Linked DNA regions of Mus musculus: regions 2, 3, 4, 5, 6 and 7 are each linked to region 1. A link is a contact called in public Hi-C, HiChIP or PLAC-seq and promoter capture Hi-C data. All regions are on one chromosome and are shown on one strand. Each heading gives the region's core, a stretch centred on a gene start, on an enhancer-like site or on the middle of the called end of the contact. The rest is flanking DNA. Distances are from core to core; before and after follow the strand shown.

The links. Promoter capture Hi-C pulls out the DNA fragments that hold promoters and counts their contacts. Hi-C and Micro-C count contacts between places; a contact is called where the count stands out from the background. HiChIP or PLAC-seq counts read pairs in DNA pulled down with a chosen protein or histone mark.
Region 2: a FOXA1 HiChIP or PLAC-seq map of pancreatic cancer cells shows a contact between it and region 1. The contact joins the enhancer-like site here to the promoter of Psen2 in region 1. A contact is called at or near these places in 22 of 39 promoter capture datasets (the 3T3-L1 cell line, 3T3-L1-derived adipocytes, the C10 cell line and 12 more), 4 of 15 datasets of contacts at CTCF or cohesin (embryonic stem cells, large pre-B cells and pro-B cells), 59 of 484 Hi-C or Micro-C datasets (the AtT-20 cell line, B cells, the Ba/F3 cell line and 35 more), 28 of 115 datasets of contacts at active chromatin or transcription factors (the HPC-7 cell line, the SCID.adh cell line, T-cell acute lymphoblastic leukemia and 15 more) and 3 of 9 other capture datasets (embryonic stem cells, liver and macrophages).
Region 3: a contact with region 1 is called in a promoter capture Hi-C map of pre-B cells, with 3 times the contacts expected there. The contact joins the promoter of Ahctf1 here to the promoter of Psen2 in region 1. A contact is called at or near these places in 15 of 39 promoter capture datasets (the 3T3-L1 cell line, the HPC-7 cell line, cranial neural crest and 8 more), 1 of 15 datasets of contacts at CTCF or cohesin (the NIH/3T3 cell line), 1 of 484 Hi-C or Micro-C datasets (muscle stem cells), 11 of 115 datasets of contacts at active chromatin or transcription factors (the 230-238 cell line, the SCID.adh cell line, astrocytes and 6 more) and 2 of 9 other capture datasets (embryonic stem cells and pancreatic islet).
Region 4: a contact with region 1 is called in an HNF4G HiChIP or PLAC-seq map of pancreatic cancer cells. The contact joins the enhancer-like site here to the promoter of Psen2 in region 1. A contact is called at or near these places in 4 of 39 promoter capture datasets (the 3T3-L1 cell line, hippocampal neurons, liver and 1 more), 3 of 115 datasets of contacts at active chromatin or transcription factors (embryonic forebrain, fetal liver and pancreatic cancer cells) and 1 of 9 other capture datasets (embryonic stem cells).
Region 5: a contact with region 1 is called in an H3K4me3 HiChIP or PLAC-seq map of bone marrow-derived macrophages, with 2.3 times the contacts expected there. The contact joins the enhancer-like site here to the promoter of Psen2 in region 1. A contact is called at or near these places in 10 of 39 promoter capture datasets (the C10 cell line, the HPC-7 cell line, cranial neural crest and 5 more), 1 of 15 datasets of contacts at CTCF or cohesin (pro-B cells), 3 of 115 datasets of contacts at active chromatin or transcription factors (astrocytes, bone marrow-derived macrophages and large pre-B cells) and 1 of 9 other capture datasets (adipose tissue).
Region 6: a contact with region 1 is called in a Hi-C map of the G1E-ER4 cell line, with 4 times the contacts expected there. The contact joins the enhancer-like site here to the promoter of Psen2 in region 1. A contact is called at or near these places in 20 of 39 promoter capture datasets (the 3T3-L1 cell line, 3T3-L1-derived adipocytes, the C10 cell line and 12 more), 1 of 15 datasets of contacts at CTCF or cohesin (embryonic stem cells), 2 of 484 Hi-C or Micro-C datasets (both in the G1E-ER4 cell line), 17 of 115 datasets of contacts at active chromatin or transcription factors (astrocytes, craniofacial prominence, embryonic basal ganglia and 8 more) and 4 of 9 other capture datasets (adipose tissue, embryonic stem cells, liver and 1 more).
Region 7: an H3K4me3 HiChIP or PLAC-seq map of bone marrow-derived macrophages shows a contact between it and region 1, with 3 times the contacts expected there. The contact joins the enhancer-like site here to the promoter of Psen2 in region 1. A contact is called at or near these places in 7 of 39 promoter capture datasets (the C10 cell line, HPC-7-derived erythroid cells, cranial neural crest and 3 more), 1 of 15 datasets of contacts at CTCF or cohesin (large pre-B cells), 4 of 115 datasets of contacts at active chromatin or transcription factors (bone marrow-derived macrophages, embryonic forebrain, fetal liver and 1 more) and 3 of 9 other capture datasets (adipose tissue, embryonic stem cells and liver).

The regions. Positions count from the first base shown.
Region 1 is chr1:180,254,234-180,258,652 of GRCm38.p6, reverse strand. Psen2 (presenilin 2) reads left to right here and starts at 2,353. Exons shown (of 11, transcript NM_001128605.1): 1 at 2,353-2,430. It overlaps Gm31728 (predicted gene, 31728), which reads right to left and starts at 2,248. Exons shown (of 3, transcript NR_168339.1): 1 at 2,089-2,248; 2 at 980-1,103.
Region 2 is chr1:180,756,081-180,760,499 of GRCm38.p6, reverse strand. No RefSeq gene overlaps it. Among named protein-coding and RNA genes, the nearest start is that of Gm38293, 10 kb to the left of the region's middle. Within about 2 kb of position 2,434, at least 29 of the 459 cell types and tissues checked have an H3K27ac peak or open chromatin away from gene starts, as enhancers often do. A contact at or near this core is called in the AtT-20 cell line, liver, olfactory sensory neurons and 1 more, where this site is marked.
Region 3 is chr1:179,801,963-179,806,381 of GRCm38.p6, reverse strand. It overlaps Ahctf1 (AT hook containing transcription factor 1), which reads left to right and starts at 2,367. Exons shown (of 36, transcript NM_026375.2): 1 at 2,367-3,029.
Region 4 is chr1:179,826,764-179,831,182 of GRCm38.p6, reverse strand. No RefSeq gene overlaps it. Among named protein-coding and RNA genes, the nearest start is that of Ahctf1, 25 kb to the right of the region's middle. Within about 2 kb of position 2,027, at least 41 of the 459 cell types and tissues checked have an H3K27ac peak or open chromatin away from gene starts, as enhancers often do. A contact at or near this core is called in pancreatic cancer cells, where this site is marked.
Region 5 is chr1:180,667,369-180,671,787 of GRCm38.p6, reverse strand. It overlaps Lin9 (lin-9 homolog (C. elegans)), which reads right to left. Exons shown (of 15, transcript NM_001103182.2): 8 at 4,330-4,419; 9 at 2,905-3,024; 10 at 2,555-2,656. Among named protein-coding and RNA genes, the nearest start is that of Mixl1, 27 kb to the left of the region's middle. Within about 2 kb of position 1,782, at least 2 of the 459 cell types and tissues checked have an H3K27ac peak or open chromatin away from gene starts, as enhancers often do. A contact at or near this core is called in bone marrow-derived macrophages, where this site is marked.
Region 6 is chr1:179,852,173-179,856,591 of GRCm38.p6, reverse strand. No RefSeq gene overlaps it. Among named protein-coding and RNA genes, the nearest start is that of Gm31668, 24 kb to the left of the region's middle. Within about 2 kb of position 2,116, at least 59 of the 459 cell types and tissues checked have an H3K27ac peak or open chromatin away from gene starts, as enhancers often do. A contact at or near this core is called in the G1E-ER4 cell line, the HPC-7 cell line, adipose tissue and 2 more, where this site is marked.
Region 7 is chr1:180,603,992-180,608,410 of GRCm38.p6, reverse strand. No RefSeq gene overlaps it. Among named protein-coding and RNA genes, the nearest start is that of Mir6904, 19 kb to the right of the region's middle. Within about 2 kb of position 2,165, at least 24 of the 459 cell types and tissues checked have an H3K27ac peak or open chromatin away from gene starts, as enhancers often do. A contact at or near this core is called in bone marrow-derived macrophages and embryonic stem cells, where this site is marked.

The DNA.
Region 1 (4,419 bases), core at 1,104-3,603:
ATGAGACCCATATAGCATTCTTAAAAGAAAAATAAAATTACCCAAAGGGGTATTAGAAAAAAAAAGATGAACACATGATTTTCTTCTACTTATTTCTTTTTGTATTTTACGAAGTCTAAACATTAAAAAATACCTAATTTTTAAAATAACTGCCACCCAAAATATAAATATGTAACTAAAAATTTTATAAAAGTCCAACAAAGAAAGTGTTGCCCAGAACCTAAGATGCTAAATACCCAGATCAGACTAGGCGAGGCTACACTGCAGTAGCAGATAACTGCTCAGTCTTTGGGAACTGTTTTATTACTTATGTTCTGCATATGCTGAAGTCTTAATGCTTTTTTGTCCCTTCAAAGTTGCTGTGCTAAAATACAAACCCCCATGGTTATAGGTTAAGAGGTGGAGCCTTGGGGCAGTGATCAGCCCACAGGAACACAGGCCTCATGGATGAGATCAACAAGAGGGAGATTTCAGACCTAGGTCTACTGATTCTGCGCTGTCTGCCACGTAGTCATCATAGAAGGATACTATATAAGACTACCTATAAACTAGGACGCAAGTCCTCTCCAGACAGTAAGCCTGCTAAGGTCTTGATCTTGGGCTACCCAGCCTCCAGAACAGCGGAAAAACACATTTCTATTGTTATAAGTTGCCTGCCTCTGGTGGTTTATTATAGCAGCCTGAATGGACTGAGACAGTGGCCTGTCTGTGTTAGTTGTAAGTCCTGTTCAATAGAGAAGCCTCCATTACAGCACAATTGGGCTTTTTCAAGTGTGGTGAGCATGCCCAGGTCCAGAACTTCTGTCCACAACTTCCACATGATAAGAGTCATCTGTAGTAGAGAAGGATGGTGCCCCTACAGGGGGAGGGACAGTGGACATGAGGAGTACTATGGGCTATCATTTCAATGTCAAACAGAACAAAATGAAACCCACACCACCTCAAGCCGAGAAGGGAGGCAGAGGAAGGAAACACTTACTGTCTGTTCAGGATCCACGCTGCCCCCTGCCCCCTCATTTCTCTGTAATGTGCCATGTTCCTCTGAAGGCCCTCACACTATCCTTTCACAGATGAGGAAACCGAGGCCCAGCAAGGGTAAGGAACTGCAACAGACAAGCAGAAGAGGGAGATTTCGGACCTCCGTTCATGCGTCTATGCTATCTGCCAGGTAGAACCCACTTTCTCAATTGTGTTAAGGAAAAAATTCAAGATGTTGAGCTAAGTCCACAGACTCAGAAGTAGGTTGGTGTCTAACAGGGTCAGGGAGAGGGACAGGAAACCTTTCAATTATACAACTGCCTTTTATTTTTTAAGCAATGGGCTGTTTTACAATCACACAAGCCAGATTGGCACACATTGAAGTCACTAAATACCTTAAATTAAAATGATTACTTTTTTGCAGTGATGGTGGTGGTGAAGACATGGTCTCTATATAGCCTGGCTGTCCTGGAACTCACTCTGTAAACCAGGCTGGCCTTGAACTCAGAGATGTGCCTGTCTCTGCCTTTCCGGTGCTGGGATTAAAGGTGTACACACTGCCCAGCCGTATTTTTTTCTTTTAAAGACAAGGTCTAATGTGTCCCAGGCTGGCCTCGAACTTGCTATGTAACTAGGAATGACCTTGGACTTCTAGTGACAGGATTACTCAGCCATGCATACACCAGAATTGAGTATTAAACTCAGGGTTTCCTGCATGCTAGGCAGGCACTTAGTTGAACTACATCCCCAGCCCTACAATGACAATTTTATGTTATACGAATTTCACAGTAATTAAAGGAGAAATAAAGCTACATGAGATAATGACAACTGTGGCAAATTGTTGACAATTTCAACTCACTCCACAGACCGATCCTGCGATCACAACCCCTCCCTGCCCTCACCCCGAGGCTGATTCCTAGATCTCGTTGCAATTTTATCCCAGTTCATATTTACCCAGAGCTCCCCATGTATGTCGCGGAAGCACTCTGGAAAAAATCAATCAGGAGAAGGCTCCCGATGTTAGCTTACTTTAGACTCCATTTTAAAGTGCATGAAACCGGAGGAGGGAGGGGCAGCAGAGGCTCCTGAAATCACAAAGCAAATACCCACCCCTTGTCCCAGTGGCGCTGCCAGGCCCCTAAGAAAAGGCACTAGCCAACTTCAGATTTCAATGTCAGTATGATGCTGCGGTCTCCAGGGCAAGACACAGCGAAGGCCTGCACCTTCTGCACCCAGTGTTTTCCTGTAAACCGACGATGAAGGCGCAAGTGCACAGGGGAACCTGGCACCGCCCAAGGGACGGGACAGGGGCGGAGCCAGGAAGTGGGCGTGTCCCCCACCGGGGGCGTGTCTGAGGCGCTGGCGAACCGGGGCAGTGGGCGGGGCCGGCGCTAGCCCAGGAGAGGCGCTCCGCCCGCGGCGTAAACTCTACCCCGCGCCGCGGCGGAGCAGGTGAGCGGAGGGCGGGGGCTGGGTGTGTGCGGCCGGGTACCTGTCACCGATCGCGGGTAGCCGGCAGCATGGAGAGCCCGGATGCAGCGAGGCCCTTCGTGCGCACGCCCCTGACCGCTGCTTCCGTTGCCCTCCCGGGGCATCAGGGTCTGGGCTCCAAGCTGCGGCCCCTGCGGCGATCTCGGCCTCTGCGGCCGGCTCAGGGGCGAGGAGAAAGTGCTGGGGAGGCAGCAGTGCGGCCGGCCCAGAACTGGGGCTTGGAAGGAGCGTAGGGTGCAGCTCTGGGCCTCTGGCCGCGTCCGGGTGCCCTCGCGTCCCTTCCTGCCTCCAGAACCCCAGGCGCGGAGTGAGGTGTTAAAGGGCCAGTGCACGTGGGTCTCACCGCTGTGTTCACCAGGCATTTTGGTCCCTGCTACCCAGGCTCTGACCTGGTCTACCTGGGCTCTGCTACAGATGGGAGTAAGAACTTCTTCCTGTATGAGGAGCGAGGCGCCCAACAGGGCCTGAGGCAGGCGTTCTGTTACCAGCTGTGTTCAGTGTTTTGTAAATCCCTTAAGGCAGTAGGGAGACGCCCAGAATCAAGCCTCTGAACCGAAGGAACTCGGCAAAGCAAGAGCTAGTTGCCACTGAATTATACTGATGAAGAAACTGCGCCTAGGGCTGAGGATGTAGCTGTGTGGTAGAGTGTTGTTAGCCAAGCATGCATGCGGCCGGCCAGGAGAGGAAAAGGAGGGTGAGAAGAACAACTCCCAGAACTAAAAAGTGCGGTTGCCCAAGGTCTCCTGTGTAAGATACAGGGAAACCAGGCTTAGAGCCTGCTGCCTGGGCCTCTGTTTCTGCTATCCAGACATAAGTCCTTTGCCAGTTAAATGAAATGTCCTAGCACCTCTGCTTAGGGATTTTTCTTTAAAGATATGAATGGTTGTGAAATGACTGCATCCATTTACTGATGGAGGATTAGAGAGCCTCAAAATCAGAACAGATGCAGACCAATTTAACTCCGTCCCCAGAATAGTCTCTTGGAGTCAGAGAGACGCAACCATTCAGAATAGGTGCACCTGCTGGCTGTATAGTCCCTCTGTGGACACCTAAGCCTCTCAGGCCTTCAGCCAAGACTTTGGGCAGTAATTAAAGGCTCTGTATAAGTTGCTTCAGGTGTGTAAGCTTCAAGTTTTCCTTTAGGTGTGGGTGGCTCTGTGGAAGCCTGAGAAACAGAAGCAGATCCTGTGTTTTCCGTTGGTGAAGGGGCCAGCATCCCGACTTTAGCCTAGAGGTGACCGTCTGGGTTCATTCCTTGGCTCCCAGGACAGTGGCTAGAATCAGGTGGGCAGGGATAGAGTGAAGAATGGCAGAGGTGCAGGATGGGAAGGAAGCTGACAGAAAGTAGGTGTGGGTGAGTGGAGGTGCGGACTGAGCTGGAAGCCGGGTCCGGTTTGGAGAACTATCTCCTACTATGTAGACATGCCCCATACCTATGCCCAAAATATAGGCTGTACATCCATTCGTATGTGGAAATGAATATTTCTGCTCTCTGAGAAGGCAAAACAGACTAGGATGCGGAATGCTGCCAGAGGCTGCCGCTGCCGCTGTGTCAGCCTGGAGCAGTGTCTAGCCATACCCTGTCCAGTGGCTCTTCTGTGGTTGCTCACAACTCCACTGCACAGTTTGCCATGTAAGAGTCTCTCGCCAGACTTGGTCTCTCTGGGTTGTTGATGATAATAACCATGTGACATGCCCATGTGATAGGAATTGGACATTCATGATAAAGAGCCATTTTTTTCCCAGTGGTTATCACAGTTATTATAAAAACGTACTATTGGGGCCAGAGAGATGGCTCAGCAGTTAAGAGGGCTGGCTTCAATTCCAGAGAACCCCTGTTCAACATGGAGGCCCACAACCATCTGTAACTCTAGTTCTAGGAGAGCCTCTTCTGACCTCTGTGGATACCAGGCACAAATGTACTACACAGATATATCTGTTCTAGACAGA
Region 2 (4,419 bases), core at 1,185-3,684, 500 kb before region 1:
TATATATATATATATATATATATATATATATATATATATATAATATATATATATATATTATATTTTATTTTGTGTGTGTGTGTGTGTGTGTGTGTGTGTGTGTGTGTACACATTGTTTTCAGGTACACAGAAGAGAAAATTAAATCCCATTACAGACATTTGTGAGCCACCACGTGGTTCTGGACCTCTGGAAGAGTAGCCAGTGCTCTTAACTGCTGAGCCATCTCTCCAGCCCCCAGAGTTTTGGAGCCTTTAGGGACAGGACATATCTCAAGACAATAAAGGCTATATCAACAACCTACAGCCAACATCAAGTGGAGACAAACAGAGCATTTCCTTTAGAGCCAGGAACGAGACAAAGATGTCTACTCTCCCTCTCTTATTTTATACAGCGCTTGAATCTTTTTCTCTAAATATTTATTTTTATTTCATGTATTCATGTGGTTTGCCTGCATGTAAGTGCACCATGTGCATGCCTGGTGCCCAAAGAGGGTGCTGGATGCCCTGGAATGAGATTACAGAGGTTATAAACCATCACGTGGGTACCTGAGCCAGTCAGGTCCTCAGCAAGAGCAACTCCATTGCACTGAGCCATCTCCTCAGAGCCACAACCCCTCCCCCTTGGCTTTTTTGAGACAGGATTTCCCTATGTATCGCAAGATGTACTGGAATTCTCTATTTAGACCAGGCTGCCTTGAACTCATAGAGTTTTGCCTGCTTCTTTCCCCCGGCAACCACTCCTGGTTAGTGCTTGAATCTAGATATACCAAGTTGATAAAGACAAGACAAAAGGATAAAAGAAGGAAGGGAAGAAGTCATACCATCCTTATTTACAGACTACATGGTTCTTCACTTATTTAAAGATTCTGTTCCGGGGCCTGGCAAACACTAAGTGGATGATCACAGTCAGCTACTGGATGGATCACAGGGCTCCCAATGGAGGAGCTAGAGAAAGTATCCAAGGAGCTAAAGAGATCTGCAACCCTGTAGGTGCAACAACATTATGAACTAACCATTAACCCGGAGCTCTTGACTCTAGCTACATATGTATCAAAAGATGGCCTAGTCGGCCATCACTGGAAAGAGAGGCCCATTGGACAGGCAAACTTTATATGCCCCAGTACAGGGGAACACCAGGGCCAAAAAGTGGGAATGGGTGGGTAGGGGAGTGGGGGAGAGGGTATGGGGGACTTTTGGGATAGCATTGGAAATGTAATTGAGGAAAATACGTAATAAAAAAAAGAAATAAAAGAAAGAAATTGTAAGAGGAAAAAAAAAAGATTCTGTTGAGTCAACTAGAAAACTCTTGGATCTAATAAAGACCTACAGAACATTGGCCTTAGCTGGCCTGAAACGATGTAAATCAGGCTGGCCTTGGACTCTCCCCTCTGCTTCCTGGGAGCTGGGATTAAAGTCATCATCACGCCCAGCAAGAATTGCAGAAATCCAACACCAAGGAAATAAAACTGCCAACCAACAAATGGGCAAATGAACTCGATAGTTTTTCAAAAAACACAAATGCCCAAGAACAATCTCCAAGTGTTCAATGACTCGAGCCGTCAGGGAGATGCAAAGTAAAACCATGAGAGACGTCCATACACTAGCCGCAGAGATTTTGCATGTCCACGTTTGTTGTGGCTTTATTCACTGCAGAACCGGAATCAACCAAGTTGTCCACGGACAGATGAATGAATAGTGAAAACGTGGCACATACATTCTCTCCAGGAAGTTGAGAACTTCAGACTGACATTCACAGACAGACTTGCCCCCCCTCTCCAGTTCTCCTTGGTCCACAGCAAGCATGCCCCTTACTCAACAGCAGGTACTCTCTGAGTCAAGAAGCCTTGCTTCATGGGGAAGTCTTGTCTGTCATTTCCATTACTGATTTGGACCACACAGCCCTTGCACTCTTTACCAGAGCATCAGCAGCTACTTCTGTGGCCATTTGCTTCTCAGAGAAAATGCAAAGTTCCCATAGTTCCCATTCATGCCTTTAATTCCAGCACTCGCAAGGCAGAGGCAGGCGGATTTCTGAATTCCAGGCCAGCCTGGTCCACAGAGTGAGTTCCAGGACAGCCAGGGCTACACAGAGAAACCCTGTCTTGAAAAAAAAAAAAGTTTGTGTTTACTGTCCAGCTCAATGGGTTTCTGGCAGCTGGCGGGCAGGAAGGGTCAGACACCAGGTTCATCTTGACACAGCCAACTAACTCCCTCTGAGTTAATATGTTAAAGAGCCTAGTTTTAGTAAGTTGTTATTGAATGCAATAGAGTCCCTGATGCAAGAAGCGGCTCCCAAGCTGATGTGGGCAGGCTGATGACACTCCTGTCCCCAAGGACAACACCTGGTTGCACGTGCCAGGATGAGGCATGAGCCTGTGAGCCTGAGTCTGTGGCTCTGTGCCTACCCACATCTTCCACACAGCTCAGGCACCAGGGCAGACTGCACTCGCACTGCCACCTGTGCCACGCTGGACTCTTTAGCAGATCACACCTTCCTGCTTGCCCAGTGCCAAAGTCCACTCTACTTCCTGCTAGTGAGGTGGCACGCCTTATGATGAGGGAGGCACCTACCTTTCTTGTTGGAATTGGAGGAGACCATGGTAACAGACAGCAGGCAGGGGGCACCAGTTCCTCTGGCCAGCTTATTGGTGCAATGTCCAAATGGAGAAAGGGTTCGCTTGTCCACATCCTGCAGCAAGGTTCTGGGACTGCTGTACCTCAACGGTCTACTGATGGGGGTGGGGGATAAAGGCCAAATGAGGCAACTTCCCATCCCATGGTAACTACCATTTTTATTGCACTGCCTGCCAAGGCATTTTACACACACCTTCAACCTGCCAGGAAAGACCTTCAGAGATAGCTCTCATTTCCTAGACCATGAGCTCACAGGTCAACAGGAGCACAGAGTATGTCCCCTGATGTGTGGCAAGTGTCAGGTTTTGGGGTTGGTCTTGTAATATTATGTCAGCTGCAGTGGGATGCAGCTCAGCTCTTAAAGCATGAGGCCTTTCCATTCAGAAAGCTCAAACTGCTATGGTGCTTTTTTTTTTTTTTCTTTTTTTTTTTTTTTTCTGAGTCAGTCTTGCTGTAACATACAGCATATAGCCCTGGCAGGCTTACCACTCAGTGTAAGTCAGACTTAACTCATGATCCCCTCTGTGTGTGTGTGTGTGTGTGTGTTTAAGCCCCAAGGCAGGGATGGGCTTGGGCTTCTCAAGGAGGAGCCACACACACACACATTATGTATATATGTGTCTGAGTATATGTGGAAGTAAATTTGGGCTCCCTGCAAAAATAACAAGGGCTTCTAAACTCTAAGCCCGAGGGTCAAATGACCCTTTTATAGGGGCTGCATATCAGGCATTTATGATTTGTAACAGTACCAAAATTACAGTTGTGAAGTAGCAACAAAAATACTTTTATGGTTGGGGGTTGCCACAACATGAGGAACTGTGTCAAAGGGTTGCAGCATTAGGAAGGGTGAGAACCACTGGTCTAAGCCATCTTTCTGACCCTCATCCTCCCCTCCCCTTCCCCTTCTTTGACATAGGGACTCACTCTGTATCTGTAGCTCAGAGATTTCCGCAACCTTGGCCATGGTGTCTCTTCGCAGCAACAGAACAGTGACTAGAAGAAAAACAGCTCCCCTGTGAGTCCAACTCTAGAAGACCTGACTTCCTCTTCTGACCTCTGAGGGCACACATCCCCACAGGCACAATTATTAAAAATGAAATTAAAATATATAACACAAATCCAACACCACAGAAACTCATACATATGGAAATAAGCAAAAATCCACAAGGAATAAAAAAAAAAAAAACACCCGTGTACACACGCAAGACACAGACTAGAATTGGGAAGAAAGGTTTTTTAAAGTTTTCCTTTTGTGTGCAGGTGTGCACACACGCCATGGTTTGAATGTGGGAGTCAGAAGACAGTCTCTTGGGAATCCCCACCTTGGAAAATCTAGTCCTGGGGATTGAACTCAGGTCTTAAGCTTGATGGTAGGTGAGCCACCCAGAACCATTTGTCAGCCCTTTATGTAAAACTATGTAAACTATTTTTACTTATTTACTTATTTAGGGACAGTCTAGGTAGACATGGCTATACTAGAACTTGTTACAGAGACTAGTCTGGCCTCAAATCCAGAGATCTCTTGCCTCTGCCTAATGATGGATTTAAGGCATGTACTACCACACCCAGCTTAAACTGAATTAAAAAAATGATAAAACCATACAAAATTATTTAACTGATGGTTGAGAAAGCTTAGTTTTCTTGCAGAGGTTCAGGTCCCATCATGGCAGCTGCTGTAAGTCTTCTCAGTGTATCCGATACCCTCTTCTGACCTCTGTGCACACTGTGTACGTGTGTAGTGCACAAGCATACATGCAGGCAAAACACTCAAACAAATAAAGTAAC
Region 3 (4,419 bases), core at 1,118-3,617, 450 kb after region 1:
ATTCTGGGCTGGACTGTGGTGGCACACGACCTTAATCCCATTTCCAGGACAGTCAGGGGCACACAGAGAAATCCTGCCTTTAAAAACAAAAGAAACGAACGAAAAGTCCAATTCTGGTCCTCTTGAAGAGCAGCCAGTACTTTGAACTGTTTTGTTGTTTTGTTTTTGGAGACAGGGTTTCTCTGTGTAGCCTTGGCTGTCCTGGAACTCATTTTGTAGACCAGGGTGGCCTCGAACTCAGAAATCTGCCTGCCTCTGCCTCCCCGAGTGCTGGGATTAAAGGTGTGTGCCACCACGCCCAGTTCTTTCCACCCCCACCCCTGGACTTTTAATCCTCAGCCTAAAGAATCTGTGTCAGTCCTCTGTGCTCTGTGTCAGTCCTCTGTGCTCTGTGTCAGTCCTCTGTGCTCTGTGTCAGTCCTCTGTGCTCTGCAGATGATTAACGAACAAACGCCCAAAAGGTCACCTGATTCCCCAGTTACTAAGCTCAGTGGTAGAATTCCTGGGCTGAAAATCCATCTTCTTCTTACTACCAAGGAGTCTGATATGGAAGGAAATTTGTTCCAAAGGATGGGAATATAGACAGAAGAGGAAGGCAGGCAGGGATGGAAACTAACATGGGTGTAGGACAAAGGCAGGTTTTCTGTTTGAAAACAGAAAATTAGTTCATAAGAAAGAGGGATGGGGGATGTAGTTCTGTTGGTAGAGTACTTGTTTAGCGTTCATGAAGCCTCGAATTTGATCCTAAGAACCACCTAAAACTGGGAAAGGGGTGCATGCCTGTAACCCCAGCCCTGACTGTCATCCTCAGTTACACACTGAGTTTAAGGCCAATGGTGCACATGAGACAGTCTTCACACACCCCATTCACTACCAGCAAAACAGAACCAGACCACACAACACTTACTGCAAAATCTTGTCTAACTTCTTCCTCTCACAATTTAGAATAATACCTTGCGCAAACTAGCACACTTTTACATCTTGCAGTGAATAAAGAAAAAGTCACAAAGATAAACAGTTTATTTCTAAGAGGCAGCTTTATCTCAAAAATTGTGCAGAGAGAGAGAGTAGTAGAGACAGGCTTTCCTGATTAAAGCAGTCTACTAATGTCTTCTCCTTCTCTCTTCCCCCTTCTGTTTGTTTGTTTGTTTGTTTGTTTGTTTGTTTGTTTGAGATAGGGTTTCTCTATGTAGCCTTGGAACGACTATGGAGACCAGGCTGATCTTGAACGCACAGAGATCCTCCTGATTCTGCCTGTGCTCTTACAACTCAGTAATAAAGACACATTCTATTTCATTTGTTTGAAAATTCTTTGGTGCTGGGTCTAGCTTCAAAGAGAGATACTGATAGTCTACAGAAGAAAGCCCAAAGATGAGCTCCAAATGATAGTCTAGAAATGATACAGTCTAGAAATGATACAGTCTAGAAATGATACAGTCTAGGGATCTTGATTGGATCTGTTTTCACTGATAGTTAAAAGAATGAAAGGGTGGTTCAGGTCTTTAATCCCACGGCTCAGGAGACAGAGGCAAGAAGATCTCTGTGAGTTTGAGGCCAGCCCCATCTACTAAGAGAGTTCCAAGATAGCCAGGGCTGTTACACAGAGAAACCATGTCTAGAACAAACTGAAAGGAAAAAAAAAAAAAAAGAACTGTTAAGACTAGAAGAGTTAAAAGGCAAAGCACAACAAGCAGTAGCAGAATTAGCAGTTAAAAAGGCGTTTATTGCAGGCAGTAAACACACAGAGAAAAAGACCTTCTACAAAACAGAGAGGGGATTTGAGAAGCTGAAAAATCCAGTCTCTTCTTGAGGCCTGGGGGTTGTAAAACCTCTAAAACCTCCCTGACCTACTTTAGTGTTGGTCAGTTTGAAGGCAGAAAGGATGGATGGTTGATCGGTCCACTACAGTTGTGTAACGTGTTCTAATCAGGCTTTGAACTTATTGAACCAGTCCATCAGCAGGTGACCTGCAGGTAGATGATAAAAGCTTGCCAGGTTTTTGTCTCAAATCAGGAGGTTAAAAAAAGCTGGCCATCTTGGAAATTCGCCATGGCTCATGTCCCTGTTTGTCTACTAAGGGTCTGCCCAACTCCTCGTCTCTCAATACTAACAAATCGAAAAGAAAACATAGGTTTGGCATAATGGAACCTACAGCTTCGTGCATGCCAAGCACGAAGCTCTGCCAGCAGAATTACCCAGCGTCAGATATATGACAAAAGATTAGGCTAGGCGACCTGAACTCTCTGCTTTTTGAGAAAAAAAAAAAAATGAGAGTAAGAGTTTCTCAGTAAGTCTGGGTTTTGTGTGTGTGTGTGCGTTTCCTTGAAGAGTTGGAGCACAGAACGGAAAAAACGGAGGCAAGAGCAGCAGTCATAGACGGAAAGATTATCGCTTGGCTGCCAGCAGGAACCGCCACTAGATTAGGCCGGCCCTTGCTCCGCAAAGCCGGACACGCCCTACACTACGCCCAGCGCACAAAGCCCTATGGGACTTGTAGTCTTTCGCCTATCTGCTCCTAGGAGGCGGAGAGACCCTGCTGTACGTAAATGAATCTTTCTTCCCGGCGTCGTCTCGGTTTTCTCCCTTTGCGAAAGGCCTAGTAGGGAAAGTTTGAAAATTCCCGCGGAGTCGGCGCCAGAGGCCGGAACCCTCGCGAGAAGTCCGAGCCCCGCAGCGCGATCTGCGATCGGATCCCCGCCCTGGCCACGATCCTTCCCTGGGCGGAGAGGCTGTGTGTGTGGGGTTCGGGCAGTGCGCCCGGGGTAATGCGCAGAGCGCGGCCCGAGCGGTGCCAGCCCAGTAAGTCGAGTCGCCAGCGGGGAGGACGCGGCGCGGGCGGTGGGACGAGTTCGAAGCCGGGATTGGGCGAAGGAGCACCCGGGGCCTGAGGGGACCGGCGAGAGACTGAGCGAGAAGCGGCTTCCGCGGGCCCGGGGCGCGCGCCGGGCCGTGTCTCCCGGGAGATGCTGTGACGGACCGCACGGAAGCAGCGACGCCGGGGCCCTTGGCGGCCTGGCCCGCGGGCTCAGGTAGGGTGGGGAACCGCAGGCCCGCGCGCCGAGGGCGGGGCGGCCGGGGCGGCGAGGCCCGGGGCCTAGGCCGGGCGCACCGCCTCGCGGGGAAGCGGCGTCCGCGAGCCGCGACCGGTGCGGCTCGTTCCAGCGCTCGGGCGTTAGTTACATAACCCTGGCGGCGGGTGCCGGCACATGGCCGCAGAGTCGAGCCTCCGGGCTCGTCTCCCGCGCCCGCGGGCGGGATCTCCGCCCCCCGGGACGAGTCTGACTCGAGACCCCGGGCCGTCAGGGTGTAGCGGAGCGATGGAGACCTTTGTGGGGCGTTCCCCGCGGACAGCCGCGGGCGCTCCGAGTCTCTCCGGCGTTGGCGTGAGCTCCACATGGTCCTGTGCTTGGCTCGGGTGAGTCCTGGGCGGGGGAAAAAGTTTCACTCGCGAAGCGGGCCACAGGGCTGAGTGGATCTGGTCCAGGACATCTAAGAGAACCGTGTCCGGAGCTCATCTGCGAGCTGTAAGGCCCATGACTTTTGCCTTTGGTTGACTTTTTGGAGAGTCGACTCTGCTTTTTGAATTGATAGGTACACACATGGTCCTTTTGAGACAGGTGGTTTTTGTTGACTTTGTGGAACCTTTCTTTTTGGTACCGTGAAGAATCACATCCAGGTCCTCACACATGTCAGGCAAGCGCTCCACCACTTGAGTTGTGTCCCCAGCATGGGATCTTGTGATTTTTCGGTTCCTAAAGCAAACGGCAGCCATTCTTAGAGGTGTGTTGTTATAGGAAAGTGAGCGTTGTTATTTTTGTTTATTTTTGATGCCAGTGATCGAAGCTACCACCTCGAGCTTATTAAGCTCGAGCCCCGCCACTGAGATCTAACCAAGTCGCTGAGTTTGGGTGCTTTTTTTTTTAATAGACAGTTGGAGACATTTTTTAAAGAGCGTGGATTCTTTAGAAGAAAATATAATTTGGTTTTTGATATACTAAAGAATCTGTGGGCTTTAAGAACTGTCTTTAACTGTCAGCCTCCCAGAAGACAGACGTTGTTGGGTGAATTTACCTATTTCAAGCGGTGATGTTTGTGCTATGGGGAGACTACATTCCGTGATTTAGTTTGTAGTTTTAGTGGTTCTGAGGATGGCCTCGCACATGTTAGGCGCAGAACCTGCTTCTGAGAGGACCTGCTCTTTACTCTTGAGAGACACTTATCACTTTGTAGCCAGGGGATCCTTGAATTTTTCTCTGTCCTTGCCTCAGCCCAGGGAATAACCGGGATTACAGGTGGGAACCACATAGTAATTTAGTAGTAAAATGTTACCAGTTTGTAAGGCAACCTAATTATTTGTAAACATTTAAAGTTGGAGCACAGATCTCCACTTAACAAATAAAGCATAGATCCTAACTTTAT
Region 4 (4,419 bases), core at 778-3,277, 430 kb after region 1:
CTTTCAGGCATTGGTTGGTTTGCATAGGGTGACTACCTTTGGCCTAGTCTCTCACTCTGCCTGCCCTTATGTTTTTTTTTCTCAGCATTGTTTAGTTGACCAGCTTCTTTATCTGGCTCTGCACTTGGCCTGCTAGTATAGTTTGGAAAGTCCCTTCAGAGGGGGAAGGGGCTGGGTGGTCTTGAATTTATTTTGGATTCTATATACCCCCTCCCCTTTTCTCTGGTGCATTTCAATCTTGAAATGATGTCTCACTTTGTTGCAGCTGTTGATATTGTTGCCTAAGCATCAAAACTTGTACTGTTCTTATGAGTTCTCGAATAAAAGCTTGTAAGTGATTAAGGGCGCATGGGCCAAAGGTTAAGAGCAGAAGCAGGATAAGGGGTAGTAAGCAGGACTAGGTAGGGACCCTTCCAGCGAGGCTCAAGGGTCTGCGCATGATGCAGGTGCAAGTAGACCAGATCTCTGACCTGGAACTGATGGGATGTCTTTTGAGTACCCAGCTCATAAGCTGGAGCCAGTTGTGACCAGACTTCTTTCTGCACCACCCGCAAGCCTTTTAACCTAGCATACAGATCATTATTACTACAATATGTGGGCTCAACCACATTATTTAAGGCAGTGAGGGGCGCAGGAACCCCATAAAGGATCTCAAAGGGAGTAAGACTGAATCGAGAGGAGTGTTTCTGGTTCTAAGTAGGGTGAGGGGGAGGAGCACCACCCAGTCTGCACCGGTCTCCATGGTTAATTTTGTCAAGGTCTCTTTTAGGGTTCTATTCATCCTTTCTACCTGTGCTGAGCTTTGAGGTCTGGACACACAATGCAATTTCCATTCGACCTCTAAATACTTGGCCACCCCCTGACTTACCTGGGCAACAAAGGCAGGGCCATTATCTGACCCTATTGCTTTTGGCACTCTGAACCTTGGAAAATTTTCTTCAATAATCTTCTTGATGACCATCTGAGCAGTCTTCAGGACTGGGGCACTGTTGCGTGAAATATTTAAAAAGCCATCCGCATTATACCAGCAGTGAGCATTGGTGGGCAAGCCAATGCCTGGCTGGCTTGGCCTCATCTTGGCAGATTCTCTGACCCAGAGCTCCAAAATCTCTTCACCCAGCTCACTAAATTCCTATGGCGGTCACTGCCACGTCAGCCCCATGCTTCCAAATTCCAGTCACTGGCTGGGGTGCCCCACCACCATACCTTTCTCTGGAACTGCTGCGTGAAGGAAACACCACACAATCTTAGTTTAGAATCAAAAGGCAACACAATCCCTGGGCACAACTAGCATCCTTATGTGTGAGCCATTCTAAACTAAATCCCCTGGTAGTGGATCCCAAAGGATCCGGGGTCTCTACCTACATTTTGGCCTCCATCAACTCCCCATTCAAAAGCAAATATCTTTCTCCTGCTTCCCCTCTTCCCCCCCCCCCCCCTCTCTCAGAACTAAATCTCTAACTCTCAGGCTAAGAATCCTACATTTCTAGTGGATTCTTGCCTGCCATGTTGGGCACCATCTATTGTGAAAGGTATGACAGCAAAGTGTGGGTTTGTAAGACGTGCTCCCCAAAAGGCTGTGGGAGCCGGGCAGTGGTGGCGCACGCCTTTAATCCTGCACTTGGGAAGCAGAGGCAGGAGAATTTCTGAGTTCAAGGCCAGCCTGGTCTACAGAGTGATTTCCAGGACAGCCAGGGCTACACAGAGAAACCCTGCCTGGGGGGGGGGGGGGGTAAAGGCTGTGAGAATTTAGAAGTGTGAGGCTTGTGTGGTAGGAACCCACCAATGGGAACTTAGTGAGCTGGGTGGAAAGATTTTGGAACTCAGTGTCAGAGAGTCTCCACGAGATGAGAACAGGACAGCCTGTGCCTTGCCAGCATAGCATGCATTGCCTTTTTTTTTTTTTTTTTTTACTATTTCATGCTACAAGGGACAAATCAGCTGTGAGGTGTGAGGCAGAGCAGAAGTGTAGGGTGATTACCAGATTTCTGGTCTGAGTTACTTGAGGGTGTTGTTATTAACTAGATGCTAATTTCAGTCTCATGAGTCATCTTCCTGTCACTGCACTACCAAGTCTCAGTGATGATGGGGCACGAAGCTGAAGCCACACACCCATTTTCACTCTGTGCACGAGCCTAGCTGGCGGCAGGAGCCTGACTTAAGTGCTGTTGGTCATCAGCTTCCTGCCCATTATGAAAGGCCACGCCTGTAACACCATCACCATTTTGGACAGGGCTCTGGGGCTTCTTGCCCCACCTTGACAACTCCCTGAGACAACCAGGGTAGGGTCATGCGTGGGTTTCCCTGAAGAAAGGTTCAGATTTCTGATAGTGTCCTGAGATTCACAATGCTCTTGCCTCAAGCCTCTCAAGTGCTGGGATTACAGGCATACTCCATCAAGCCAGCTTGCTTCTCACTTTAAAAAAATATTATTTTTATGTCTTTGGGTGTTTTGTCTATGTGTATAGGTCAGCCCTACCTGTGTGCGGTGCCCGTAGAAGAGAGAGGTTGCAGCATCCCCTGCAAATGGAGTTATAGATCGTTCTAAGCCACCATGTGGATTCTTGGAATTGAACCCCTGTTCTCTGGATTATATGCTCAACACTTAACTACTGAGCATCTCTGCAGCCTTTGATTCTCACTTTTGTTTGTTTGTTTTTATTTTTTTTCTGAGACAGGGTTTCTGCATGTAGCCTTGGCTGTCCTAATACCCACACTGTAGACCAGGGTAGCCTTGAGCTCAGAGAGCCACCTGCCTCCACCTCCTGAGTGCTGGGACTAACAGTGTTGCGCCATTACCACACAACTGATTTCTCACTTCTTGAGAAGACCTTTTCCCTTGAGGGGGACAGTTAAAAGGAACCTTTATTAATCTAGTCAACTTCCCATCACCAGGCAAGCTGGGGTATCTAAAGGTCCTACCCAGGCTCGGCCGAGTGGAGCAGTTGGGCAGAATGCTGAGCCCAGGGACAGCACTCATGAAGACCCCAGGATACACCTTTCACCCACCTGAAGGAGGGGGATGACAAAAAGCAAGCAGATCTGTCTGAAGCCAAAGGGCTATAAGTAGGCATAACAACGGGCATTAAGTAGATTTAGTAGGACGAGTAGCAGGCATTCTAGAAGGATCTCTGGAAATCAGTCTATAAAGACAGAACAGAACTTGAAGGTGACTGTTGAAGCAACTCACTTGAACCTAAGTGGCTCAGCAGCAATGGCCCTCCTATTGTGGAGCCGACACTATACCGCACAGCAGTAGTGCAGATTAGGACTTTAGGACATGCTTTTTCCGGAGGTAAAACAATTACATTCGTATACTTAAAAGACTTATTTAAGTTCTAAGTGCTGATGAAATAGTAGGTAATAATACATGGTTATCACACGAATAAATAGAGCATGATAGGCTGATGCAGCTGGAGGTGGCTTTTCATGTAAGAAGTGTTATGCCTAATTACAGGAATGGTATGTGTGTTAAGTTTTTAATGGCGATTTTAAAGACAACACCTTGAATCAAACACACTCTGTGATTTTAAGAATGGCTTTGAAATACCCAGCTTTCTTGATCATCAAGTGACCCTACTATAAGTCTCAGTGCATGAGTCAGGTCAGAAGAGTCACCTGTCCTTTCCTTCTTTCTTTCGGTTTTTTGAGACAGGGTTTTTCTGTGTAGTCTTGGCTGTCCTAGAACTCACTCTGTAGTTCAGGCTGGCCTTGAACTTATAGAGATCCTCCTGCCTCTGCCTCCAAAGTGTGGATTAAACATCATATGACTCATGGAAGTCCACTTTTTCAATAAACATTTAAAAAATAATGAGTCTAACTGAAGATATATCCTAGTAGTCCTAGCTACTGGGAGATGACCAGCCTAGATAACAGTGAAAATCTATCTTCAAACAAACAGAACATTTTGAACTTAAGAGAGATTCACAGGTCCTTTACTTTTTAAAAGATTCTTTTTAGATTTATTTATTTATTTATTTATTTATTTACTATGGATACAGTGTTCTGCCTGCATATAGGCCTGCAGGCCAGAAGAAGGCACCAGATCTCATTATAAATGGTTATGAGCCACCATGTGGTTGCTGGAAATTGACTCAAGACTTTGCAAAGAGCAACTAGTACTCTTAACCGCTGAGCCATCTCTCTAGCCCCGAGATTTATTTTTACTAATATGTTTGGGCATGTGTATGTTTGTGGGTGTGGATGTCAGAGGAGATGACCCTCTGGAGCTGGTGCTGAAGCAGTCATGGGAGTGAGAAATGAACTCAGGGCCTCCAGAAGAGCAGCAAGCACTCTTGACCACTGAGCCATTTCCCCAGCCCCCGTGATCCTTTATTGTTGGAATTATTTGTATTGACCTTAGTAACTATTGACATACAACCTGAATTAATGAACATAATGAAAAATTCATGGCTGAGA
Region 5 (4,419 bases), core at 533-3,032, 410 kb before region 1:
TGAACTTAAAACTGTCCCTCCAGAAAAGCCCCAAAACAAAACAAAACAAAACACCACCCATGAAGATCAAATACATAAGCACCAATAAAGACACCAGTAGAGCAGACAACAGGACAATGCGTCCCCCTAGGCTCCCTTGGCTTACAGCTCTCTCCGGGTATGTCTTTCAAGGACTGTTGCAAGGGACAAGTCCTGACTTCATATTTTCAACCCTTTATATAAAAATAGCTTATCTACCCTGTAAGCCAAAAGGCATATTTCAAGACTAATTATTTAATATCCAATTAATATAAAATTCTATGAACATGCATATAAAACTTCATTGAAATATTACCCTAAAGTTTAACATTTAATATTTTAATGGATTACATTCTAAGTACTTTTATAAAATAAAGACTGGCCAGGCAATGGTGGTGCATGCCTTTAATCCCAGTACTTCTGAGGCAGAGGCAGGTGGATTTCTGAGTTCCAGGCCAGCCTGGTCTACAGAGTGAGTTCCAGGACAGCCAGGGCTACACACAGAAACCCTGTCTCAAGAAACCAAAAAATAAAATAAAGACTGTATTTTAGGACTAGTGAAGTCATGGGTCTTGAAGGGGAACCTACAATCACCACTTTACTAAACCAGCTTAATCCCTAACCATGTTTTAAATATTTATCCTTATACCCACAGTGAATATAGTTCTCACTTCTCACAGAAAACCACAACTGACTAGAATGCACAGTTGTGAAGTTCAGTCCCAGTTGATACATCAACAACACAACTCTTGTACCTACTGATCAAGATCACTGCAAAAGAGGGAGACTGTAGAGATGGAGGAGCAGAAAGTTTGCTGCTAGACTGTGTAGCCTAGAAATGCCAGGGAAACCTTACACATCGAGTCTCAACAGTAAGGCTGCCCAAACTAGACTCAAACAAGGAAAATACCAGCAGACACGCTAATGTGGAACAAAGGACTACAGGTAACTAAGGAGTGCTGAGTGGGAGAACTCAATGAGGTCATATATATATTTGGTACAGAATTTTATATTAACTGGGTACTAAATATATCAATTGATGGTTGTCCAACACTAAATGATCATTCCTAGAAAATCACAAACATATAAGTAACATTATACCTATGAGTAGGTTGTTGTATTCATATGTTCAGGAACACACACACCAGCAATTTTTTAAAAAGAGGCTACAAATTTGAGAGAGAGCAAGAGGGGATATATGAAAGGGCTTGAATAGAGAAAAAGGAAGGAGATAATTTAATTGTATTATAATCTCAACAAACGATGTGTATGTGTGTATTTTTTTGTTTGTTTTTTTCAAGACATTTCTCTATATAGCTCTGGCTGTCCTAGAGCTCTCTATAGGCCAGGCTGGCCTTGAACTCAGAGATCTACCTGCCTCTGCCTCCAGAGTACCAGGATTAAAGGCATGTTCTAGCACTGCTCAGCTCAAAAATTTTTTTCTAAAATAATTATTATAATATATATTATTAATATTATTTTCTAAAATATTATTTCTATTATATTATTTTCAAAATAGGGAAAGAACCCTCAAAACAATACTAGACTATGGTTTTTAAAAATAATTTGTTTTTATTTTATGTGCATTGTGATTTGCCTGCATGCATGTCTGTGAGAGGGTGGTAGATCTTGGAGTTATGGACTGGCCACATGTGGGTGCTGGGAATTGGATCCTGGTCCTCTGGAAGAGCAGTTAGTACTCTTAACCACTGACTGACTCATCTCTCCAGCCTCCTATACTATGATCTAATAGAACTGTGGAATCTCTCATTTCCTTTTCTGTCAGAGTCAAGAGTCTAGCTACCAGCTTAGGCTGGCTGTGAACTCTAAGCACCCTGCTCAGCTTCCCAGTCTTGCTTCTTTGATCTAAAACCAATCGCTCAAACCAAGCATAGTGGCACAAATCTTTAATCCCAGCACACAGAGGCAGAGGCAGGCAGATCTCTGTAAATTCCAGGACAGCTTGGCCTACATAGTTAAGTTCCAGGCAGCTAGAGCTACATAGTGAGACCCTATCTCCAGAAAAACAAACAAACAAACAAACAAACAAAATAATTCATTACATTTCTAAGTCAGACTATTCAGAAAGACTGTTAAATATGCTTCTATACTTTAATTTAGACTTAGATTTCTTAGTGTCTAATCCCTAAGTACTTAGTAAGTAAACAGTAATTTCTTATCTAAAAAAGGGCAGGGGAGAGACAACTCAAATTATTTTGGGGTATTATAACTTTGTTTTAAGAATTTGTTGGAACTGCTGGGCAGTGGTGGCGCATGTGGGAGGTGGAGGCAGGTGGATTTCTGAGTTCGAGGCCAGCCTGGTCTACAGAGTGAGTTCCAGGACAGCCAGAGCTATACAGAGAAACACACACATACAAAAACAAAAACAAATTTGTTGGAAATAGCAGAGTCCTGAAAACCCACATAGTGGTTGAAAGAATAATATGTAAAAATGTTTGACCCACAGAAAGACTCCAACCTTAAGAACAGTGAAGACATTCAGTTTCCCAACAACAAAGCATTTGGAGCAACTTACCACCTGGATAAGGAATTCCACTGGAAAGCCTCCTAACGTCTCCGTGTCAGAGCCAGAAACTTTACTTCTCCAAGGTGACTGCCCCAGTAAAGGATCGCCATCCTGAGAGTCAGAAGGAATCATCTAATCACTGACTGTGTCTTTAAAGGGAACGTTATGTTTAATAAAATTACATTAAAAACCAGTAATGAAGAAACTATTTTCAGAATTGGAGAAATTATTTGCTTATTTTAATATCTGTCAATCAGTTCAACATAATATTGGTAGCTCAAGTCCTGAAGTAGCTGTAATGTGTGCTACATGAGCACACAGTGTGTATACATTCCTGAAGGCGTGTCTATATTACTTACTGTAATTGGTGACTGGAGAGGAGGGGTATAATGTAACCGTGGGGGGGTCATAAAAAACCGAGAAGGCCGCTGTTTTTGTCCAAAGGCAGAGATTGGCATTGTCTCATGAGGCTCATTACTCTTTGAAAGAAGAGAATAATCCATAAAACTTAAGAGAATTTATAAGCATTATACATCAACTTAAAATATAGCAGTCCAGATTGCAGTTATAGTCTTAATTTTCTCTATTTATTTAGAAGTCTATAGGGTCTTTCACATTCGAGGCAAGCACTCATTGAGCTGTATCTCCAGCAGCTATTTATTTATTTATTTATTTATTTATTTATTTATTTATTTATTTATAGAGAGTGTAAGACTGGGGCGGTAACTCAGTGGTTTAGCGATCACTAACCCTGGATTCAATCCAAATCAAGGTACACTTACAAATGCGAGCGTGACCATGTACATGCACATTCATGAATGCACACATAATTTCCACATTACAGAATCAAGACTGATGGGCAACTCAGCAGGTTAATGTGTATTAGAACATTAAAAGACTTAGACTCTAGCCTTCATGTGATTCATAAACAAACAAAACCAAAACCCAGCTTTAGAGCTTTGAATAAGTTAATGACTACTGTGGCAATTTTATCATGCAAACAGTGAAGGTGTTGGGCTGCCCAGTGGGCACAGGCACCCGCACCACACCTGAAGACCTGAGGTCAGCTCTGAGGCGTCACTTGGTAGAAGAGAACTGACCACTTGTACTCTGACCTCCAAACAGGTGTTGTGATCTTCATGTGCGTGAGCATATCTAGGGTGCACACGCACACACACACACATGCACACGCACGAACATGGTGGTGCACACCTCTGATGCCAGCACTTGGGAGGCAGAGGCAGGCAGATCTCTGAGTCTGAGGCCAGCCTGGTCTACAAAGTGAGTTCCAGGACAGCCAGGGCTACACAGAGAAACTTTGTCTTAAAACCCCCCGCACCCCCAAAAGTAATTTTAAAAAGTGAAAGTACTGATTCTACATAAATTTGAGAATAAAACAGGAGAAAAATACTGAAGTCCAAGAGGTTACTTCCTATTTTAAATTGAGGGCTGACTATAACTAACCAGATGGCTAGGATGAAAATGTGTAGGGTCCAGATGATTTCATCAGAAACAATCCTTCTGTTCGCTCCAGCACTGCACAGCTGAAGCACAGGAAGGGAGGGACCCTAGCTTTGGAAATGAGACTTAAGGACAGCTCCTCTCCGGGATCTGAGTTTACAGGGATCTAGTTTACAGGGTTGGGAAATCCTAAGGATCTCTTCTTTGAATTGAAATCTTCTCTCATAAAAGACAATTTAAAGAAAATTGTAAAATAATTAAAAAGCATAAACTACAAATATACTATAAGACATCTTAGTTAAGTTTAGTAAAATATTACTCACAAGAACTTCATAGTCAGGAATGGTGTGAGTCCCAAGGCCTGTCCTATCGAAAGTTACTCTGTAAGTAGCATTAAGAGTGTCCACTGCATC
Region 6 (4,419 bases), core at 867-3,366, 400 kb after region 1:
GTGCTCCCAACAGTGCGGCATCTGTGCTCCTGTGCCCCAGCAGCTTGCAACGTGAACGGTTCGACTGAGATGGCCACTCCTAACCACCAACCTGGAATCATATCATAACCGGTAGGGTTTGTTTGTTTTGATGTATGCTTAATGTTTTAATAAATACTTTTTAAAGATTTATTTATTATATATAAATACACTGTAGCTGTTTTCAGACACACACTAGAAGAGTGCATCATATCCTGTTACAGGTGGTTGTAAACCACCATGTGGTTGCTGGGATTTGAACTCAGGACCTTCAGAAGAGCAGTCAGTGCTCTTAACCGCTGAGCCATCTCTCCAGCCCCTAATAAATATTTTTTTAAAATTTATTATATGTAAAGGTACTGTAGCTGTCTTCAGACACTCCAGAAGAGGGTGCCAAATCTTGTTACAGATGGTTGTGTGCCACCATGTGGTTGCTGGGATTTGAACTCAGGACCTTCAGAAGAGCAGTCAGTGCTCTTACCTGCTGAGCCATCTCACCAGCCCCTGATGTATGCATATTTTTGTCCTTCCTCTTTTCTTTTCTTTTCTTTTCTTTTCTTTTCTTTCCTCTTCCTCTTCCTCTTCCTCTTCCTCTTCCTCTTCCTCTTCCTCTTCCTCTTCCTCTTCCTCTCCTCTCCTCTTCTCTCCTCTCCTTTTCTCTTCTTTTCTTTTCTAGCTGTGTAGTAGCCCTAGCTGGCCTGGGACTGGATGTGTAGCTCACGCTCCCCTTGAGTTTCGCAGGTGCTCCTGCTTCTGTCTCCTAACTACCAGCATCACAGACATGTACCACCAGGGATATCTTAACCCAGGGCTGTATGTGTGCTGTGCAGATGCACACGTTTTTGTGTGTGTACAGTGAGTGTGTGCAGGTGTGTGCACACCTATAGCACAAGCATTCAGAAGCCAATGTCAGGGCAACTTCCTCAGTTGCTCTCCACCTTACCTTTTTTTTTTTTAAATTATTACATGAATTTATTTTGTGTGTGTATGTGTGTATGTATGGGGGGAAGGGTACCTGCACGCCATGACACACATGTGGAGGTCAAAAAACAACGTGTAAGAGTTGGTGAGTTGGGTGGCTAGCAGGTACATTTAACCCCTGAGCCAACTTGGCAGTCCCACCTCACATTTTTGGAGATAGGGTCTTTCAATGAATGCAGAGTTCACTGATTCTGTTAGACTATCTGGTCATCAAGCCCCAGGCTCCTCTTTCTCCCCATCCTAGTGTTGGGATGATACCTACATCCAGTTTTTTATGTGGGTGCAGGGGATCTGAACTGGTGCTTGTAGACGAAGTGCTTCACTAGGCACTCTCCTGACTCTCAGCCTGGCCAGTGGTGTTTAAAGTGATTTTTTTCAAACTGGCAAAGTCTGCATCATCTAAGAATTTGGAAAAAGCTGTTGTGGGGGCTTCATTCCAATTCTACTCCATCAGAAACTCAGGTATGGGGGGCTGGTGAGATGGCTCAGTGGGTAAGAGCACCCGACTGCTCTTCCGAAGGTCAGGAGTTCAAATCCCAGCAACCACGTGGTAGCTCACAACCATCCATAACAAGATCTGACTCTCTCTTCTGGAGTGTCTGAAGACAGCTACAGTGTACTTACATATAATAAATAAGTAAATCTTTAAAAAAAAAAAAAAGAAACTCAGGTGTTTTAACAGATTCTCTGCATGACTCAGATGCACTCACCAACTTGAGAACCACTGTCTTAAATGAAGACACTCAGAAAGAAACAGCTAGTGAGTGTGAGCCAGGCCAAATTAAAACCACACCCTCTGCTCCAAGTGTCAAGCCACGAACCACTTTGGCCAAGACAAGTCTACCCACCCCATAGACCTGGTTATTCTACCTGGGAACAGGGGCAAGGCCACTGGGGCAAAACTAGTTAGTACCTGTGATGGAGCTAGTGGAGAGCTCCCCGGGATCCTGCATCTCCTTGTTTTGTTTGCTAATCTCTAGGATCGATCAGTGGTTTACTTCCTAGCCTAGCAAGAATGGTTGGCAGGCATCTGTGTTGGTGGAAGCAACCGTGCCCTGGAACACTGAGATCTGGCTCAGCACAAAGGAAACAGTGTGGGCCTGCTAAACAGCTTGGGAACTGAGATAGCACAAAACCACCAGCGATCCCCCAGGAAGGGGGGGCGAAAGCCATTCATCGCCTGTTCTGATAAACACCCAAGTCACAGAAGAAGCGTAAACAATGCCATATCGGAGGCTGGAGGCCGCATTCCCACACTTAGAATTAATAACCGCTAGCACGGCCTCAAAGGAGAGAAGGCAGTTCTTTAACAGCATCTGGCTGCGCTCTGGGCAGAGGGTGGGAGGGCAGGCAGAGAAATCTTCAGAACCGGGAGAACCAAAGTCTTTCTGAAATTTTTTGAAATAAAGAAAGTTCTACTTTTATCAGAAAGTGCTCTGAGCAGGAGGCTGCCACAGTACTAATAACAGCTGTAAACCTGCCTTGTTGGAGGCTAGGAATTTAGAATTTATACACAATGAAGATTGGAAAAATAGCCAGAAAGCAAACCAGCTCCTTTGAGTTGGGAATGCTTACAGCAAGCTTCAGTTTTGTTTTAAGGATCGGGGGAATGAACCCAGGCCTTTGCATATACTCCTGAGCTATATTCCCAGCCCTTTCTGGAATATATTTTTGGACCACCCTCGTGCCCCATTTAAGGGAGAACAGAAAAGAAACCAGACTGATCCCAGGGAAACCAGGCTCAGGAGCCTACATGCTTTTTCCATAGAATTTATGGGATTGGAGCTCAACGTTGGAACACCTGGAAGGAGCCGTTGCCAGTGGTAACCATGGCTGCCTGGCCTTGGACTGCTGCACCTTGCAGCCCATCAAAGCAGATTCGAAGTAAGAGCCTGTGCTCAAGGTACCTTGCTATCAGAGTAGAAAAAAGATGAAGGTAAAAAGCTCAGAGGGCAAGGCTCCACAGAGGACAGCGCCACCTGCTGTGGATCCAGCAAGAGAAGGTGGAAGGGGCTTTATCTCTGCTTTGATCCCAACAGTTTTGCAGCTGTGAAGCAGCCCCACTTAAGGCAATGTCCAAAGCCCCTGGAAAGATACCACCCATACTAGCTTTGTGATGGTGGAATATGCCTTTAATCATAGCATTTGGGAGCAGAAGCAGGCATATTTGAGTTTGAGGCCAGCCTGGTCAACAGATTGAGTTCCAGGACATCCAGGGCTACTCAGAGAAACCCTGTCTCAAAAACAACAACAACAACAACCCCCAAAACAACAAACCAAATCCATTCACAGTAGAGAGGTGGCTGATTCTGTTCTTTGATAAGCTCAGTATATCTATCTGTATCTGCTTTAGCAAAATGTTTCTTCACCTGTCTGCCCCAGCCAAACACCATCTGACACAACTGACTTTCCAAAGAACCCTTAAGCTTCCACTTCAGTGACCAAGCCCACTTAGTCAGTCAACAGGGTCTTGAGGGAGGGAGTGAAGATGAAAGAGAAAAGACAACTAGACATCATTATAGCATGACTCCAGCAAGCACCGAAGCAAGTTTATTTTATTTTTTTCCCAAGCTGCTTTTATACCACATTAAAAGTCCGTGCAAAGAATACAATTTGTTCCTTCTGCTTATCAACATTTTTAACACCTGCTATATGTGAAGCTCTGTGCTAGAGTCTGTCAGCAAACATGAGTGAGGCAGAGTGTCTGACTCCCAAGAACTTACAATCTGGAAGAAAACAATCACACACCACCCTCAGCTTCACAGTGAGTTCAAAGCTAACCTAGCCATGTAAGACCCTGTCTCCAAAATATGGGTGTGTGTCTTTCTACCAAATGAAAAATAAAGACAAAATAAATAAAACAAGCATGTATAAGAAAGGAAAGAAAATAAGAAAAATAAGTAATCAAACACAGGGTTTGAAAAATGGATTTCCTATTGTAATCTTTCCTTTCCATCCATTCTCAATTTTATAAGTATTTACTAAGCATCTACAACACACTGAGAGCAGGACTATTAGAAACAAGATGCTCACTGGGGGGTGCACAGCTCTGCGGGAGAGAATGACCTAAAGCTAAGGAGAGTCTCTGAGGGTGCATGGTGTCAAAGAAGGCACCCAGCCAAGGGACCAGCCTGGGAAGGGAGAAGACACCTCAGAGAAATTCACAGTCCTGAGCCCTACACTTGTAAAGACTTTCCACAGAGCTGTTTGGAGTCTGGTGTGTTTTCATGAACAAACAAGAGATGGTATGCCTACTAGAATACCAGTTCCTTGGAAAGTCATTCTGTCTGGTGGGCCAGAAGTCTCCGTGGCTATTTGAATCTGGATACATCTGGAAGGATGCTGAGCGAGCATGAAATCAGAGCAAGTTGCAAAAATCCCCTCGGGATCTTGTTGACACCTGATGTCAGGCTGCCTCTC
Region 7 (4,419 bases), core at 916-3,415, 350 kb before region 1:
TGCCATTCCCATTTTACAGATGAAGACTATGAAGCACAGAGCAGTCCAGCAGGCTGCCCATGGCTTCTCGAGTGGAAAAGCATCATGCATGTCCCTGCAGTCTGGCTCCTGTTCACGTCCCCAGACACACAGGGTCCCTGCACTTCCAACCACACGGGCAAGGATTAAACAGTTTGATACTATAACATAATGCCTGAGACAGGCAACTAGAGAAGAAGAAAAGTTTGATTTGGCTCTCCGGAAGGCTAAGCACCACCGTGGCAGCAACTCTTTCACCGCTTGCCTCGCTGCTGTAAAGAAATGGCAAAGCACAGCCCTAGTTTGATTTCTATTGCTTTGTCAAAACATTGACAAAAAGCAACCAGGAGGAAAAGGTTTATTTCAGCTTGAGGGAAGCCAAAGCACGAATGCAAGGCAGGAGCCTGAAGGCAGGAACCGAAGCAGAACCAGGGTGATGGAGTCTATCGGCTTGCCTCTCCATGGCTCACTCAGCCCAAATTCTCTCATCTAGGCTTGTCTTTCTGCATGCTGTTGCTGTGACGAGACACCATGACCATGACAACTCTTATAAAGGACAGCATTTAACTTGGGCTGCTCCACTTTAGAGGTTTAGTCCTTTCTTATCATGGCAGGGAGAATGGTGGTGTGTGTGCATGGTGCTGGAGAAATAGCCGAGATTTCTACATTCAGATCTGCAGGCAGCAGGATGAGAGACTCTGGCCTTGGAGTGGACTTCCTGAAACCTCAAAGCCCACCCCCAGTGACATACTTCCTCCCAACAAAGCCACATATCCTAATCTGTCAAACAGTTCCACTTCCAGGGAACCAAATATTCAAAGCTATGAGCCTATGGGGCCATTGTCATTCAAACTTCCACAGAGCTTTTCTGACCCTTAGAGGGAATGCCATCTCAAAGTGCACCGTAGGCTGGAGGCCAAGCCTTCTATACATGGCCTTTGGGGGCACAGATGAGACGCACAGCTCTCACTGTGAGTGGGTAGGGAGTCATGAGGGGTGGAGCAGAGGCCCAGCACAGGGCAAAGACACAGAATCACAGAGGAAACACAAGAGAGCAAGCGGGAGGCAGGAGCTTAGCTGTCCCAAGTGCCCAATATGACCTCTGCAGTCATGGAGGGCCGGCCAGGCCTGCAATTAGCACCAAGAGCTGCTGTTTAAACTATTCTGAGCAACAGCTTCTATTTCTGTGCTGGTTTACAGCTTTCTTCACAAAGTCGCAAAGAGTGGAGCAGCTAAGGGAGGCTTAGCAACGGCCTGCAGCTGTTAAGTCCTTGAGATCATGGATCCTGGGGATGTGGATGAGCACCGAGAATCCCCGTGGGAAGAGTTTGCATTCCTCAACTGCCTTCTCCCCAGAGCATGGCCACTCCCCACTTCTTGGTTTTTGCTGAGACAGTTACCTCCTCTAATCAGGTTGCAAATGTACTTTCTGTAAATGGAACACAGCATGTGGTCCCAACCTTGGCCAAGGAGAAGAGAGGTGTGTGTGGATTCGTGGGTCGCTTGCTGGATGGAGATGCTGGGAGCCTTGCAGCCATGATGGGAGGAACCCAGAAACCTCACTAACAGGTTCTGTAATAGTCTTCTTGACAGGGGGATCCTATGTGTGCCCTTAAGGCAGGTGTTGGGCTTTCTGATAGTAGCCAGAAAGTAGCTCAACTAACAGGTTGGTTCTCTAAACTCTATTCAGGAAGCCTAAGCACTCTGGTCTTACCTGACTGTCCCTTCTCGTCCTGAATTTCTCTTCATGTCCAATGTAAAGAAAAGCCAATAGCAGGTTGAGTCAAGATGGGGCTATTTCTTTACTGGAAGGGTTGGTCTGGTCCCATTAAACTTTGTCTTCTTATATTGTGGAGGGGTGTGCTATATAGCTACTTCCTTTGAACTGAAATAGTCCTTCATAGAGGCCCATAAGAATCAGGAAATGAAGGAAACCTTTAACACCTAGGAAATTCCTGAAGTCGGTCTGATTCACAAGGCCCACCCCCCCAAGGTTATAAGCAGCAATTTAGTGCTAAGAAGCCTTTCCTGTGAGGACCCACAGCCCGCAGGCTGGGTGGAGCTTCCGGGATGCAGCTTGCATGGGTTGTCATCCATGCTGAGAGTGGGCTTTTGGTAATGCAGCTGTCTTGACCCCTTTGTAACCTCTTATGCTACTGTAATGACCCAGAAACCCTCACAGGCTCACTAAGCTAGGCTTGGGTGGAGTTGTTTCATTGGTACCTTGTTAGTGCAGCCTGGGACAAATGGCCATTTGTTTACATCTCCCTAAGAAAAGTTACACTTCAGTGGGGTAGGATGGTTAATCTCATTTGTCAATGTGATTCGATAGGTCTAGAAGATTGGTTCTTAACCTTTCTAATGCCGTGACTCTAAAATACAGTTCCACATGTTGCAGTGACTCTCCAACCACAGAAAGTATCTTTGTTGCTATTTCATAACTGTAAGTTTTCTTTACTCACTATACATCACATATGTATATATGTATGTATATGATCACAGTCCCCCTCTCTCTCCTCTCTTCCCAGTCCCACCCATACAAATCCCTCCTCCCCTTGGGTCCCACCACATTCTAGGGCATCTAGTCTCAGCAGGACTAGGCACATCCTCTCCCACTGAGGCCCAACCGGGCAGTCCAGGTCAATAAGGGGACCCAATGGCAGGGAACAGAGACCCAGACAGCCCCTGCTCCACTTGTTAGGGGACCCACATGAAGATCAAGCTGCACATTTGCTACAACTGTGTAGGGGGTCTAGGTCCAGCTTCTGCAGGTTCACTGGTTGGTGGCCCAGGGTGCACTAGCCTTCACGGTCCCAGGTTAGTTGACTATGTGGGTCTTCTTGTGGTCATAAATGTAATTTTGCTACTGTTATGGGTGGCACTGTTCCCTGGGTTAGGATCCTCAACTGTATACAGTGCTGAGCTGAGCACAGCTATTCATTGTTCTTGATTGGAGATGCAATGTGACCAGCTGCTTATAGTTCCTGCTGCCTCAACAGACTGTACCCTAACCCTTCCTGGGGTTGCAGAGATGGTTCAGGTTGCTTCTGTAGGGGAACTAAGTTTGACTCACCCTCCCGCAAACACACTCTCCTTAAGTTGCTGATGTCAGGGTGCTAAGACAGGGGTAATAAGAAAAAAAAAATACTTGGAGAAACACAACTTCTCTAGAGTCTCAACTTCCAGACTCGCCAACTCCTTAAGTGCCATGAAGCACCACCTATGAGAGCTCCAATGTCTTCTGGAAAAGCAGTCCTCTGGAGCTTCAAGATGCAGCTCATCACCCAGAAGCTGCTCGGTGGATGGTTCAAGAAGCCAAGGTGGCTGGCTCCATTCTCATTTTATCCAGGAACATAAAGAGCAATAGGTATCCCTGGGACATTGGGGACACCAAGAAGGCAGCACCAATGGTCACCTGCCCATCAAACCACTCGGAGAAACAAAACCCTTTAAAATTAGGTTTCTGAAATTCCCAACAAATGCTAGAATCATAGAAATCACAATTCAAAACTTTGGTTACTGGTTGTAACCCAAAGTAGCACGCTGGCTTATTCAAATCTAGAAAGCCCAGCCTGGTCCCTGGGTGAGTAACAGCGCATGGCTAAAATTAGCCTGGCCATCTGCTGAGACAGCAGCTGCCTATTCTAAGCCCTTGAGAGCCTGCCTGGAAGTGGGGCTGGGCTTCCCAGGGAAAGAGCCAGAGAGGCCTATGGCCTCGTGGTCAAGGGGAGGACAGGTCAGACAGTTAAAGACTTAAAGGGAGCCAGGTTCATAGAGATTGGAAATGCAGTGCTGGATCCAGATTGTATTTCCTAGCTTCTTACATTCTCAGGATGTCAGATGGATAGTGGATCGGCTGATTTAGAAGACTGTCACACTGTGTTTGGGGACTCAGATGACCTATGGAGTTGAAGGCTGTCTATGGACCCCATCTCTCATTTCTGTCCCGAGAGTATTGTCCTTCAGAGTAAAGACTATTTAAACGATTAACAGTCACTCATCCCCAGAAAACCTCCTCCTGAAGTTTGCTGGACTTAAAATTGCAGTCAACGCCCCTATGTGACCGCCCCAGCCTTACCTCTGATTGGACACAAAGCCTTAGCTGGTCCTTTTGCCATTTTTCATAGCCCAGTTTGTACTTGATTTTTATACTCTCCCCCTTTCCTTTTACATGAATGAGTATTTTTGCCTGCCTGCAGAGGCCAGAAAAGCATGGCAGATCCCCTGGAACTGGAGTTATAAATGCTTGGGAGCCACTGTGCAGGTGCCAAGAACCAAACCTGGATCCTCTGCAGGAGCAAGTGCTTCTAACCACTGAGGCATCTTTTTATCTTTTTAGCCCTGCTTCCCACCCCAACTCCTTTTAACTGGTACTGTTAATAAAATCCTTGCATATGCCAA